Regions from separate parts of the Zea mays genome. Here region 2 is linked to region 1. The links are chromatin contacts, called in public Hi-C maps. All regions are on one chromosome and are shown on one strand. Each heading gives the region's core, a stretch centred on a gene start, on an enhancer-like site or on the middle of the called end of the contact. The rest is flanking DNA. Distances are from core to core; before and after follow the strand shown.

What was found. A called contact is a pair of places that touch in the nucleus more often than the background predicts.
Region 2: a Hi-C map of ear shows a contact between it and region 1, with 2.9 times the contacts expected there. The contact joins the enhancer-like site here to the promoter of LOC100281401 in region 1. A contact is called at or near these places in 11 of 25 Hi-C or Micro-C datasets (ear, leaf, seedling and 1 more).

Annotation. Positions count from the first base shown.
Region 1 is chr7:162,218,578-162,224,631 of Zm-B73-REFERENCE-NAM-5.0, forward strand. It overlaps LOC100281401 (transparent testa 12 protein), which reads left to right and starts at 2,642. Exons shown (of 6, transcript NM_001154319.1): 1 at 2,642-3,170; 2 at 5,217-5,848; 3 at 5,944-6,054. The coding sequence starts at 2,835.
Region 2 is chr7:162,256,805-162,262,935 of Zm-B73-REFERENCE-NAM-5.0, forward strand. It overlaps LOC103633229 (a long non-coding RNA gene), which reads left to right and starts at 5,556. Exons shown (of 1, transcript XR_004851567.1): 1 at 5,556-6,131. Within about 2 kb of position 1,992, at least 19 of the 20 cell types and tissues checked have an H3K27ac peak or open chromatin away from gene starts, as enhancers often do. A contact at or near this core is called in ear, leaf, seedling and 1 more, where this site is marked.

The DNA of each region.
Region 1 (6,054 bases), core at 1,392-3,891:
GCCGCCACTACTGTTCACTTTGCGGAGCCGAACCCAAGGTGCCAAGCACCGCTAAGCGGTTCATTATAGTGTTTGGTGACCAAAAAGGCACCAACATAACTATTAGCTTTAATGTATTTACACCTCCCAAATTCATGTCCGTACTATTGGTATTTGGAAAGTTCGGAACCGAAACACAAGGTCACTCGAGTTATCTATACTACTTTATTAAAATCTGACGTCAACGTCCATCCCGCCCTCGCACCCGCACCGGATCTGGGAGCAATGCATCTTAAGACATTTTGGACCTACTTAACATCTAAAACAAAAAGATCTATGCTAAATTATATTGCCGGAAAAAATTCCTCCTATGTTCTATGTGATATTAAACTACCTCCTTGTATGGTTCCTAGTTCCTACAGAATTCGTGCTTTTTGAACGGATAATCTCAACCTTGGTCAGAGCCTCCCTGGTAGTTGCTTGATTCAAAACCTATAACCCATTTTAAAAATGGAATACCGTAGGATCTGGACTCCACTCACGAAGTGCTCGACCATGGATTAAGGAAATAGTGGAAAAAGTAGGCTATATGGATGTCTTTGCCCCGCTTTCCATCAAACAGACGTGTAAGTCGGTACTCTCACAATTTTAAATAATGAGTTATTCAATTTTTAAAAGTAAAGCATTTAAAGTTTGATCAAAGCAATAAAAATATGATATCAAATAAATATACTATAAAATATAACTATTGAAGAATATAAAGATAGTTAGTCATAAGTGTTATTTTTATTGTATAATTTTGATCAAATTTAAGATGTTTTGATTTTGAAAAAGGGGTAGAGTATCTCATAATTTGAGGTGGAGGGATTAATGTGGAGGTTTTATTGGTATTTGGATCTTCAGACTAAAGCTTAGTCCGAATCACATCGTTTGATGCTAATTTGTAGGACTAAAGATGAGTTAGTTATAAATAATTTGCATAATCCATAACTATTTCATATATACAATCATCAAACCTAATTAATTATTTGAGAATTATGCACTTTAATGATTAAGTTAATTCCTAAAATAACTAGTAAATGAATCAGAGATAGACGATATATGGTGAAAAGCATCGTGTCTATATAGCAGATTAAATCCACATCAAACACTAGAGGAAAACTTATCGTTTCTTACCGTGAAGATCACTTCAGCATAGATAGTGATAAGATCAAGTCGAAGGCTTGATGAAAACCGCAGAACGTTGCAGTGCATATCAACTCGATGAGTAGTCACGTGATAACTTTCAAAAACCTGATTTATCCTAACCCGTGCAAGTTCTTTAGTAGAGCTTTCAGAGACACTGCTTTCTCTGTACACCGTAATCATGCCGGTGTCAAGGATGGAAGGAGCATGATGGCACTTAGCACTGAGGAACCGATAGCTCTATCGCCAAAACTTAGTAGATTATTTTTTTCTCTCTTATGTTTTGGAGGAGGATGTACCTAGGGGCGACACCACGTTCATGTTCCCTGTTGCACGGGCAACAAGGTAAAAACGAGAGATGCTACTAGTTGGATTCAAATTCACCAAATAAATTTATTGAATTATTTATTTCCTTAAGTTGGGCACCAGGGTACATTTCGAGCTGGTTTCGCCCCTGGATGTGCCCCTAATTATTTACAGGTAAGTGAGCTTAAGATAACCTGCCGCTGGAAGGAAGTAAATTGACCCGGCAACGATCTTCATGAATCATGATCTAATTGATTCGGTTCTGAATTTAAGGCGCAAGATACGGTCAAAAAGTTAACTGAAAGCTGGCAAAATAAATATAGACAGGAAAATCACTAGTCAACACACGACAAGTCATGTGGATATTCATGCAAAAATGCATAAACTACGTGCGCACGTCCGTGCGACTATCTGCTAAATTATCCACCATTCCAAACGGTATTTACAAAAGGTGGTAAGAAGCAAGTTATTTAAGTTGGTTCTCCTCTATCTCTACTATCTGCTAATTTTTTCCACCATACCACTATGAAGAGTGTGCCTTTGAGATTATTCTGAATTTGTTGTGACATAAATGAGGCTTGGTCTATAAATTCCAAACTAATATACCCATCCGTTTTAAATATATGACGTCATTGACTTTTTAAAAAACTTTAACCAATCGTATTATTCGAAAATCTAAAATTTCAAGTCACGCTCAAACTATCTTAATTGATAAAACAAATTATAACAAAATAGATAATATTTCACAATTTTTGTTAAATAAGACGAGTAGTCAAAGTTTTAAAAAAGTCAATGTCGTCATATATTTAAGAACAGAGTTACTATCATTAACAGATTTACTATCGCGTCATATAGGTAAATATTAGTTAATTAAAACTATTGTGTCCATCTCGCCAATTATCATAGCTTGTAGCCTTGTATCATTAGTTTCTTTTTGGTATCCAAACGTCCAAATGATCCGACTAAATTTTTAGGACTAGATCCAAACCTCTCTGGCCGCGTCACCATGCATGCTGGCCGAGTGCAGCGACCAGCAGGTCCACCGCCCACGTGCTGAGACAGTGACAGCACCGGACCATGAAGCCACTCATCGCGGTCTTCCAGTGCAGGCCGGGTCGGGCAGACGGGCACAACCCCAACCCATGAAACCATTCACTGCATGCGCCTCCACCTACCAAACCGCGGTCTCGGCTCGCTCGCTCGCTTGCTGGGCTTGCAGTCGCAGCCTCGCAGGACGAGATAAATAGTCCACCCGCGCCGAGCGCCACCGTCTCATCATCAGTCATCACATACCACCAAGACCACATCGGCACATCGACGTGAGCTCGTGCGTGAGTGCCCTGGTCGACGACCGCTCGCGCGCCATGGACTCAACGACGACGGCGCCGCTGCTGCAGCCGTCCGCCGCCTCGAGCAAGGAGGGGCCGGGGCCGGCGCCGGCTCAGCACGGTGAGGGCAGCCGGGAGCTGGAGGCGATCCTGGCCGACGCGTCCAAGCCGTGGGCTTGGCGGGCCTGGGAAGGCGCCCGCCTGGAGCTGCCGCTGCTGCTGCGGGTGGCGCTGCCGGCGGTGGCCGTCTACATGATCAACTTCGTCATGTCCATGTCCACGCAGATCTTCTGCGGCCAGCTCGGCAACCTCGAGCTCGCCGCCTCCTCGCTCGGCAACACCGGCATCCAGCCCTTGGCCTACGGCCTCATGGTGCGTGTCCTCTGTTTCATTTAGCTCACATGGTCCATTCGCCTACTTGCTAGTTCAGAGCAAATGATTTTTTTTCTTTGTGTTCGTGATTATTCATAAGTTCTGCTGTTTTCATCTCAAACATGATACGGTGTGATAAATGTGCATGATAGGAAGCGGTTAAATGATTTGTTCTTATACATTGCCAGCACATGATTAGTGTTACTAGGCTCATCATAAAAAGATCGTACTACGTACTACGCTAATTTAATAATACCCATTCATCAAGAAAAGATTACAGTATAGTTTAAGGTTCAATGTACCTGAGGGTACTTTGGTCATTTTGAGGCGCAGATCGACATGCATGATTGTCACCTGTGCCGTGTGCGGCTGTGCGGCGCTGCTTCCACCGAGGCGAGCGAGCGTTACAAATTAAAATACTCCCTCCGAGCCAAAAAAAAAAGCATTCATTTCGTATCTCGAGGACCTAAAAAATCTAAACTTTATACTAAATATAGATTAAAAGGTATTGATACTTTACAATGTAAAATAATATTGTTAGCTTAATCATATCATATATTTTTTACACAAAGTTGTTCAGTTAGCTAAAGTTGAGTTCCTTTGATTTTTTTTTAAAAATATGATAGAGGATTATTTTGAAAAATGTAAGGTAGAGGCTTGTTTTAAGAATAAGTCTAGTGCTCCTAGACCCTAGTATAGTAAGGTTGGCAGGCTGGCCGACATGGATGCACACTTGTACATGCAGCTGCAGCCTGCAGGTATAGCCGCATAGAAATACTGTTTCTTCGGTCTAAGATAAACATTTCTATAATGGTTAGCTTGGGAACTTTATTTTTATAAGAGATTTCTATTTATCTAAAAAATGAACTAAATTTCTTTAGAAAAATATAAATATCTTAAAAAATTGTGATTCCCAAACTAGCACTAAATATATTAGTATGAAAACATATATCGTGATTAGTCTATTAATTTTATTTGATGCTACTGTATAAGCATCGATATTTGATCATACTTAAAACTGGTTGGCGTCTTGTGGTGTGCGAGATGTGCACTTAAATAATTTGGTACGCAGAGAGTACACTTGTTCGTTCAAATACAGTAAAGGCTGAGCCTCAGCAACCACGTGCCGTTTACCCTAAACAAATGTTCGCCCGACACACATTCAACTCCATCAGTCAAGATATTAAGACAGGGTCCGGAAGTTCACCCACGTGGTCACTTAAAACATGGTTTTGCACTGTATACCACACTAATGCAGATGGATTGTATGCTGAGAGCTGAGGTGCAAAAAAAAAGAGGGCTATAAGTTTATAGCCACTAATAAAAACTTTATGAGAAAGATAAACTATAGTATATTAATATTAAAAAAAGAGCTAACTAATTATAGATCAATTAATTGCTGGGAGCCTGAGATGGTCTATTAGAGAAAGTACAATAAGCTGACGTAGATGGGCTGCAATAGATGTCACATTCGAATTTATGGTAATGTGAAAGAAATAGATCGAAGTGGAGAGAGAAAACACGGGCTGCTCACTGTAAGCCAGGTAGCCAGCCAGCGATCTGCATATGGACTCTCAATCTGTGTGTGTGTGAAAGAGAGGTAGACCAATATTAAATGTACATATTGTCTTATAAGAGAATTATTATGCAAATAGACTTTTAGTTGACTCTATTTGACATAACAATATCATAAATCCCTGACATGGGTTATATACTTATATTATTAAACTTTCTCTTATGAATGAATGGACAAGAGATAGGTAGGTCGGTCGTTTTGGCGGCATGGATGCGACTTGCTTGCCTGCTCCTACTATACTCCTCGTGGCCTATCTTTTTTTTGTACTGCCCTGCAGCCTGCAGGGGCACGCATAGGACACTTGTCCAGAAGTCCAGAACTTCAGATACTATTCATACAGCGATAATGCTGTGAGCCTGAGCGTCCACGTGTGAAACGTACTCACGTGGCCCTCGCACTTGGCAAACGCAAGTCGGTTTTTTTTTTTGGAGGTCCATCTCTGATGGTCGGCCTCGGCCGGATGGGTGCAGCTGGGCATGGGCAGCGCGGTGGAGACGCTGTGCGGGCAGGCGTACGGCGCGCACAAGCACCGCATGCTGGGGGTGTACCTGCAGCGCTCGACGGTGCTGCTCATGGCCACCGCCGTGCCGCTGACCGTCGTCTACGCCTTCTCGGAGCGCATCCTGGTCCTCCTCGGCGAGTCGGAGCGCATCTCCAGGGCCGCCGCCGTCTTCGTCTACGGGCTCATCCCGCAGATCTTCGCGTACGCGGCCAACTTCCCCATCCAGAAGTTCCTGCAGGCGCAGAGCATCGTGGCGCCCAGCGCTTACATCTCCGTGGCCACGCTGGCGCTGCACCTGGGGCTCAGCTGGGTCGCCGTCTACAGGCTGGGCCTGGGCCTGCTGGGGGGCTCGCTCGTGCTCAGCTTCAGCTGGTGGGTCATCGTCGCGGCCCAGTTCGGGTACATCGTCACCAGCGCCCGGTGCAGGGACACCTGGACGGGATTCACCACGCAGGCCTTCTCGGGCCTCGGCACCTTCTTCAAGCTCTCGGCAGCGTCCGCCGTCATGCTGTGCTTGGAGACTTGGTACTTCCAGATCATCGTGCTCATCGCCGGCCTGCTCAAGAACCCGGAGCTCTCCCTCGACTCCCTCTCCATATGGTAGGAGCGTCTGCGTCTCTCTTTGTGTGTGTTGTTCACCAGCGCTACTAGCTTTTAATTTCATCATCGGTCTCTGTTCCGTCTTTCGCCCGCAGCATGAACGTGAACGCATGGGTGTTCATGATCTCCGTCGGGTTCAACGCCGCGGCGAGCGTGCGGGTCGGGAACGAGCTCGGCGCAGGCAACCCGAGGGCGGCGGCGTTCTC
Region 2 (6,131 bases), core at 742-3,241, 38 kb after region 1:
TTAGATTCATCATTATGCGGTTTGCGTGAGCGCTCTGGTGGAATGGACATGGCGCACAGGTCCGACTTTGGAAGCACTATCAGAATCTAACTCTTTGTCGAGTGCAATTTATCGGGCACTCGGTTTGCCGAGCGCTACACTATACCACACATGTTGTATAAAATTTGAAAAAATATTTGTGAACTTTACTCTACTCTAATACCCTTTTGATACATGCAACCGAACATTGTCTCGTTATAGCCAGGACTAATTGAACTAATTAACCAAACATTGGACTGATTCATACATTAAAACAATTAAAATAGGCCATCAATTAACCAAACATTGGACTGTTGCATACATTAAACCGGGTCATCTATAACCTGGCTGATTGGGCGAGCCAGGCTCAGCATGGAAGGGAACCAATCACACCCCTTCAGAACCGACTGGAACAAGGAGGTGATGGACGAACTGTCAGCACGATGCCCTGCCATATTGCCATCCATGCACATGTTGGTCATAGCAGCGAGACCTGAAATGATATATGATTGTTGTATCCTGTTGGACTTGTGACTCCAACTGCAGGTGGAGAACGCCAGGGCAAGGCTGGACAAGTGGGACGACAAGCAGCAGCCTTTCCTAGAAGGTTGATTGAGGATCTAGATCACTGTCAGTCTGTGGCGCTGATGGGCCCTTTTTTTTGTAACGACGAGAAGTGGCGTCGGAGGGGCATGGAACGGAATCGTTTGGGTTTTGGAGAGCATGCGTGTAGTCCTATCACGCATGTCGATTAATATTTTATCGTACTATACTATAGTGTAGTTTGAAGTGGTTGGCTGGTTGCACGCACTGACGCACTTTTTGGTCTCAACACCGACTAGGACAACTAGATACGGCTATCACCAGGATTTCAACCATGGTGGGTGGAGTTTATTCGTTTTTTTAATCATAAACATGTTACATGCCTAGTAGGGTGAAATTATTGTATTTTAAGCTTCCAACAAATCCTACGGTTCTCATAAGAAACCTCTTGCTCCATAAATCCAACTTCTACCAAAAAAAAAACTAAAGTCTCCAGACCATGCAACAAGTCCAAGTTATTAATTCCCGGAATTCAAACCGGGGAAATGAAATAACTTCTTGCTCCCCAAAACATCATACTACCTTCATTGTTCCAATTTATGATTCATTTGATTTTTTTATTAAAGCTTGGTTGGCTCGTCTTATTCAAAATTTCATAGTTATTATAAATTTTTTACTATTATATCGATTAGCATATGATATATTTTGATTTTTTGTAGAAAAATAAATAAGACGAGTCGGTCAAACTTAGTAAAAAAATAAATGAATTATAAATCGGGCCGGGAACAATATATAAATTGTAGCAATGAAAAGTTACTGAAATACAAATTATTAATGGATAGAATTCTAAATACAACATTATCCTTTAGATATTTCAAATGTTGGCTCTTATCACTTTTATTGGATAATTTCGGTTTTTATCAATCCTTTTTTACCGGAAATTTTTATCAATCTTATGCTCATCTAAGACTTCGTTTTGTTTGATATGTATCATGTGTATGTAATATATTGTGGTATTACAAATACCAAATGGCCAGACTTTGTAAGGTATTTATTATACATACCAATTTTTTTTACTCCTTAGTAATTTTAAGTAGCCATCTTTTTACATCATCGCCCGCCACTGCATGCACTCCTATATACTGGGCTGGGCCCAACACGTTGGATCCCATGGGCAGAAAAAAAAGATGGCGTTGTCTGCTGAAGTCGGAACACGTTGGGTGCAGCGGCGGAGAACATGTGACCTCCAAAGGTTTACAAAGGTAAAAAAAAAGATGGTGGTCTGCTTTAATGTGGATCTGGGCCCGAGTTGGGCTCTCAGTGCAGCCGGCCTGTTATCCTCCCACCGTTGGAAGCGGGCAGTGATCGCTGCTCTGTTAAACCAGCCTCACGCCGTGCCTACCGCTTCAGGCCTAGAGAGGTCCAAGGCTTGCCCTGAGCCCCGCCAGACACTCCCAACTTGGGATGGACAGTCCAGCCTAGTGGCACATATGGGCCCAGGCCCAGAAGCCGTCAGAAAGCATCCGCACCACCTTTAATGCCCCCACTAGGGTTACAAGCTCTCGTAACTGAGCTCGGCGAGTGAGGGAGATCGGGATGAATATTTAAGTTGGTGTGCTGCAGTGTCGACTGCCGAGGTGGTGCTAAATATGACTTGAGCGAAGGGTGGCTTGGAGGAGTGGGCTTTCGTTGCTTCTCTCGACGAAAATACTTGTCGTCGGGCCAACGGCCCTGCGCACTTTGCAGCACAATTTCCATCACAGGCCGGATGAAAACAGAGCTGTAAAGTGTAAAGATACCCCTTCGCAACGTTTTTATTCACCAGAACAGCACTGAACTGAAAGGCAACATTTTCTCTTTTTTTTCATCTGAACAACTAACAGGCAACACTGTACTTGGAATTCAGAGGCACTACCTCTGCATGGAAAAAGGCTTTGTGAGGGTTTTGTATAAGCTTGCTCCATGGCAGCTGGTGCCTGAAACAATTTATACGCAATAAAGATTTTCTTCTCTCCATATTTCATTTGAAAAATTTATACGCAATAAAGTTTGGCGTCCTTGTACCCTGATAAGAAAAGAGCAAAAAATCAGGTCAGGCACGGGCCTTAGTTTTAGTCAATGGGCCGGCACAAGTAAAAAAGAAATGTAGTTTTCACATGAAATGAGTTGGAAGCAAACAAAAAGGCAAAAACGATGGCAAAGATGTACAGGGTCCTTTCAAATCACAGTGAGATGAGAGGTCACCATCGTCTGTTCTTCATTCGTACAAGTTGGAAATCTGAACCCGTGGACATGCATGGACCGGAACTGTGGCAAAAGTATGGCCCAGAAAAGATCGGACCGTGCCATGCATCGTTTTGTCTCCGTACAGTACGGTATAACTTGAAGAAACGCGCAATCTTCCGAGGGACACAGAACTTGCTTGGATTAGAGCTGCAAGAAATGAACAACGACTATATAACTCAGCACATGTAGGTGCAAGAAGTTCGTGGTCCCTCGTCGTCTTGCCACGCCGTCGCGAACCAAGATGCTGCCGGCGAGTGCAGCAACGCCGCCACCTGCCTACGACAGGCTGGACAAGAAGGACGCAGAGGAGGCGCGGCACGTCCGGGCGCAGTTCCTGATCCACAAGGTGCTCAACGATCCGACGCCGTCGTCGTCGTCGAGGGCGGTACGGTAAGGTCTAGGAGTAGCTAGGCCACCGGCGCTGGTGAGGGTGAAGCAGGCAAGGGTCGGCGTCCGGCTGAAGAAGCTCAGGCTCGCCATCCGTGGCGTGAGGGCGCGCGCCCGCCGCGCCGTGCAGAGGCACCTCAGGAACCTCAGGAGGCTCATCGCGCGTGGAGGAGGAGGAGGACGGGGATCGTCGTCAGTGAGGCCGGCAGCGGCAGGGCCTCCTCCCTCTTGATGGCTTCGACTTCTCCCTGACGGCAACGAGGCATGGAAACCGACGTCGTGTTGGGCCGGTTCGAGCAATGCGACCACTATGCGGTGTGGTAGTGGTCTGGTGTACAAGCATTTTCGATGCGTATAAGTATATATAACGCACTGTGTACGTACCCCATATTATACATTGCATGTTCATGCGCCGGGACAGCAGACAGACAGGTGAGGTAGGGTGTCGTGCACTCCTGTCGTGTTTGGTTCTCTGATGACTCGCACGGCTGGCCAGAAATGACGCGCTAGCTGCTGAAAGGGGATGAACAGTAGTACTCGTAGTTTGTTTCGTGCGATCTTGGTCGGTGGGCTATATAGATCGAGGTTGCTGGCCATCGGTAGTAGCCGCATCATCTCACTGACAGATGATCCACAAATCTCCATTTCCAGCGCAACTTTATATTCCTAAATTTGCTTTGAGTACTATAGAATCCAAACTTATCTTTTTTTTTACTGATGAAACTAATTATCGTACATACATGCCAGGCCATCTTTGGATCTGTGAAAATGAAGTGACCAATCACGAGGCCCTTTGCCCTACAACACGACGACATATAATAGTATGGACCAAAGAAGATAGAAAAATGGTATCTGCATTGACAATTTCCTCGCATAGAGGTACGAATTTACAATTGCTACAGCCATGAGTAGCTAGTTCGGATGACAAATTCAACGCAAGGTCATGACGAACAGAAAGCAAAAGGCTACTTCAACTCTGATGAGCCCCCTCGCGTTGGACGACGACAAATGGCCAGCGGTAGCATCCAAGGAGAAAGTTTTCTCCGCCTGACCGCCCAAGACGTTCACCACTATGGGTGTTAAGCTGGATCGGAGCCTCGTGGCCGTTGTTCGCTCTGCTGGAAACTCTTCTCTTCTGCAAGGGCAAGGCTGCCTGTTCCAGCTCGCTTTTGGGAAGCTGAAATGGGATGGCAACAAATTCCCAGGCCTGGGACGGCAATGCAAGCAGGTTCAGGATCAGGACTCAGGTGAACAATGGCAACCGTGCATCTATCCATAGCAAGAGCGAGCCTGACAAAAGTACATACAAGAAACTGTAGGTTTCATTCTCCTAGCAGTACCTTAACTTTTAATAAGGTGTTATTCGACCTTCTCTTCTCATGAACAGAATAATGTAGCATCTTGACCTTGCTTGAATTTAGTAAGGAGAATAATGATGCATGCCTCGTCTGGTTGCTTCAGTGACCTCACGGGTCACGAGTGCCGGCAGAGGCGACATGTAATGCGTTAGGTGATGAGATGACGAAGGTCAGAAGCTGACCTTTCTCGCAAGGCAACCTTTAGGCGATGCGTCAGGGGCGCCAAGTGGCGCGAGGGGCATTGCAGTTGACTTGCATCGAACGACAGCCTTGGCATGCATGCGTTGATTAACAACAGGATAATAAGCTAAGCTAAGTGAATCTTTTGGATAATAAGCTAGCTAATATACTTACCTATCATACATTGATACCTATATAACAACTAGCTAAGTGAATCCAAACCAGAGAGCTGGAACTGCACCAGGTTCTCTAGGCTTATCCGTGTGTCCCGGCCTAACGTTCTGATTCCTTTTGAATCTGGGCTTGCTGTTGATCGTATGGAATGGAGGTTCCTGGAATGGAAGGGCTTAACAATCCTCAAAGGTCACACTAGCGCCATGGTACCTCGGAGTCCGGACTTGATGTTTAAAAGCTGGAAGAAATATGCAGCCTCTGTTTAGAGAAAAGGGACAGACAGCTAAGTTTCAGACAGGATGGGAGCGCAAAATTCTCCATGTACTGGGATTCGCACTCGAAGCTCGTGATTTTTTTTGGGCGTCATGTACACAATTACAGCTTTGATATATTTTTCTTCCTTCCTGAAGCCAATGGTTTTGAAGTGTTGTTCTGGCCCTTCACGAGAGTGACTTGTCCAAGAGATACAAACCGAGATGTGACTGAAGTTTCTTTCATCTAGGACTCTGGAAAAGGATGTCACCATGTTTCATAGGGGAGAAGTGAGATAAATAAGCTCGGCGACGGACAAAAATAAACAAAGGTTATCAGCATTGACACGGCCTGTCCAACTAATTAATAGTCTCGTGATCCCATCAATAATTCCACAAAAAAATACAGGCCAGAGGCAGAGCCAGGCTGCAGCTGCAGGAGGGTTCAGCCGGCTGCCGGCAGCAGCCTATATATAACAGTAGAGGCGCACACGTCCCAGGCGGCAGGAAGCTCACGCCAAGAGACCCCGCTCCCGATCCCGTCTCCTCCTCGCAGTCGCTGCTTCGCGAGGAGCCGAAGATGCTGCTCCTGCGGGCGTCGACGCCGTTCGCGTACGCCAAGGTGGACAAGGTGGACGCGGAGGAGGCGCGGCACCTCAGGGCGCAGTTCCTCATCCACAAGGTGCTCGAGAAGAAGAGTCCCCGGCCGTCAGCGCTGGCGCGGGCCAGGCCCAGGATCGGCGTCCGCCTCAAGAAGCTCAGGCTCGCCGTCCGGGCCCTCAGGGCGCGCGCGTGCCGTGCCCTGCAGAGGCACCTCGGGAACCTGAGGCGGCTCGTTGGGCGCGGAGGAGTTCAGGGGTCGCCGTGATGAGTTCTCGACTGAAATATCTGAGCTTTGGGTGCTGTTGCGTGCCCGTGGCCGGTGGGGGCAAAT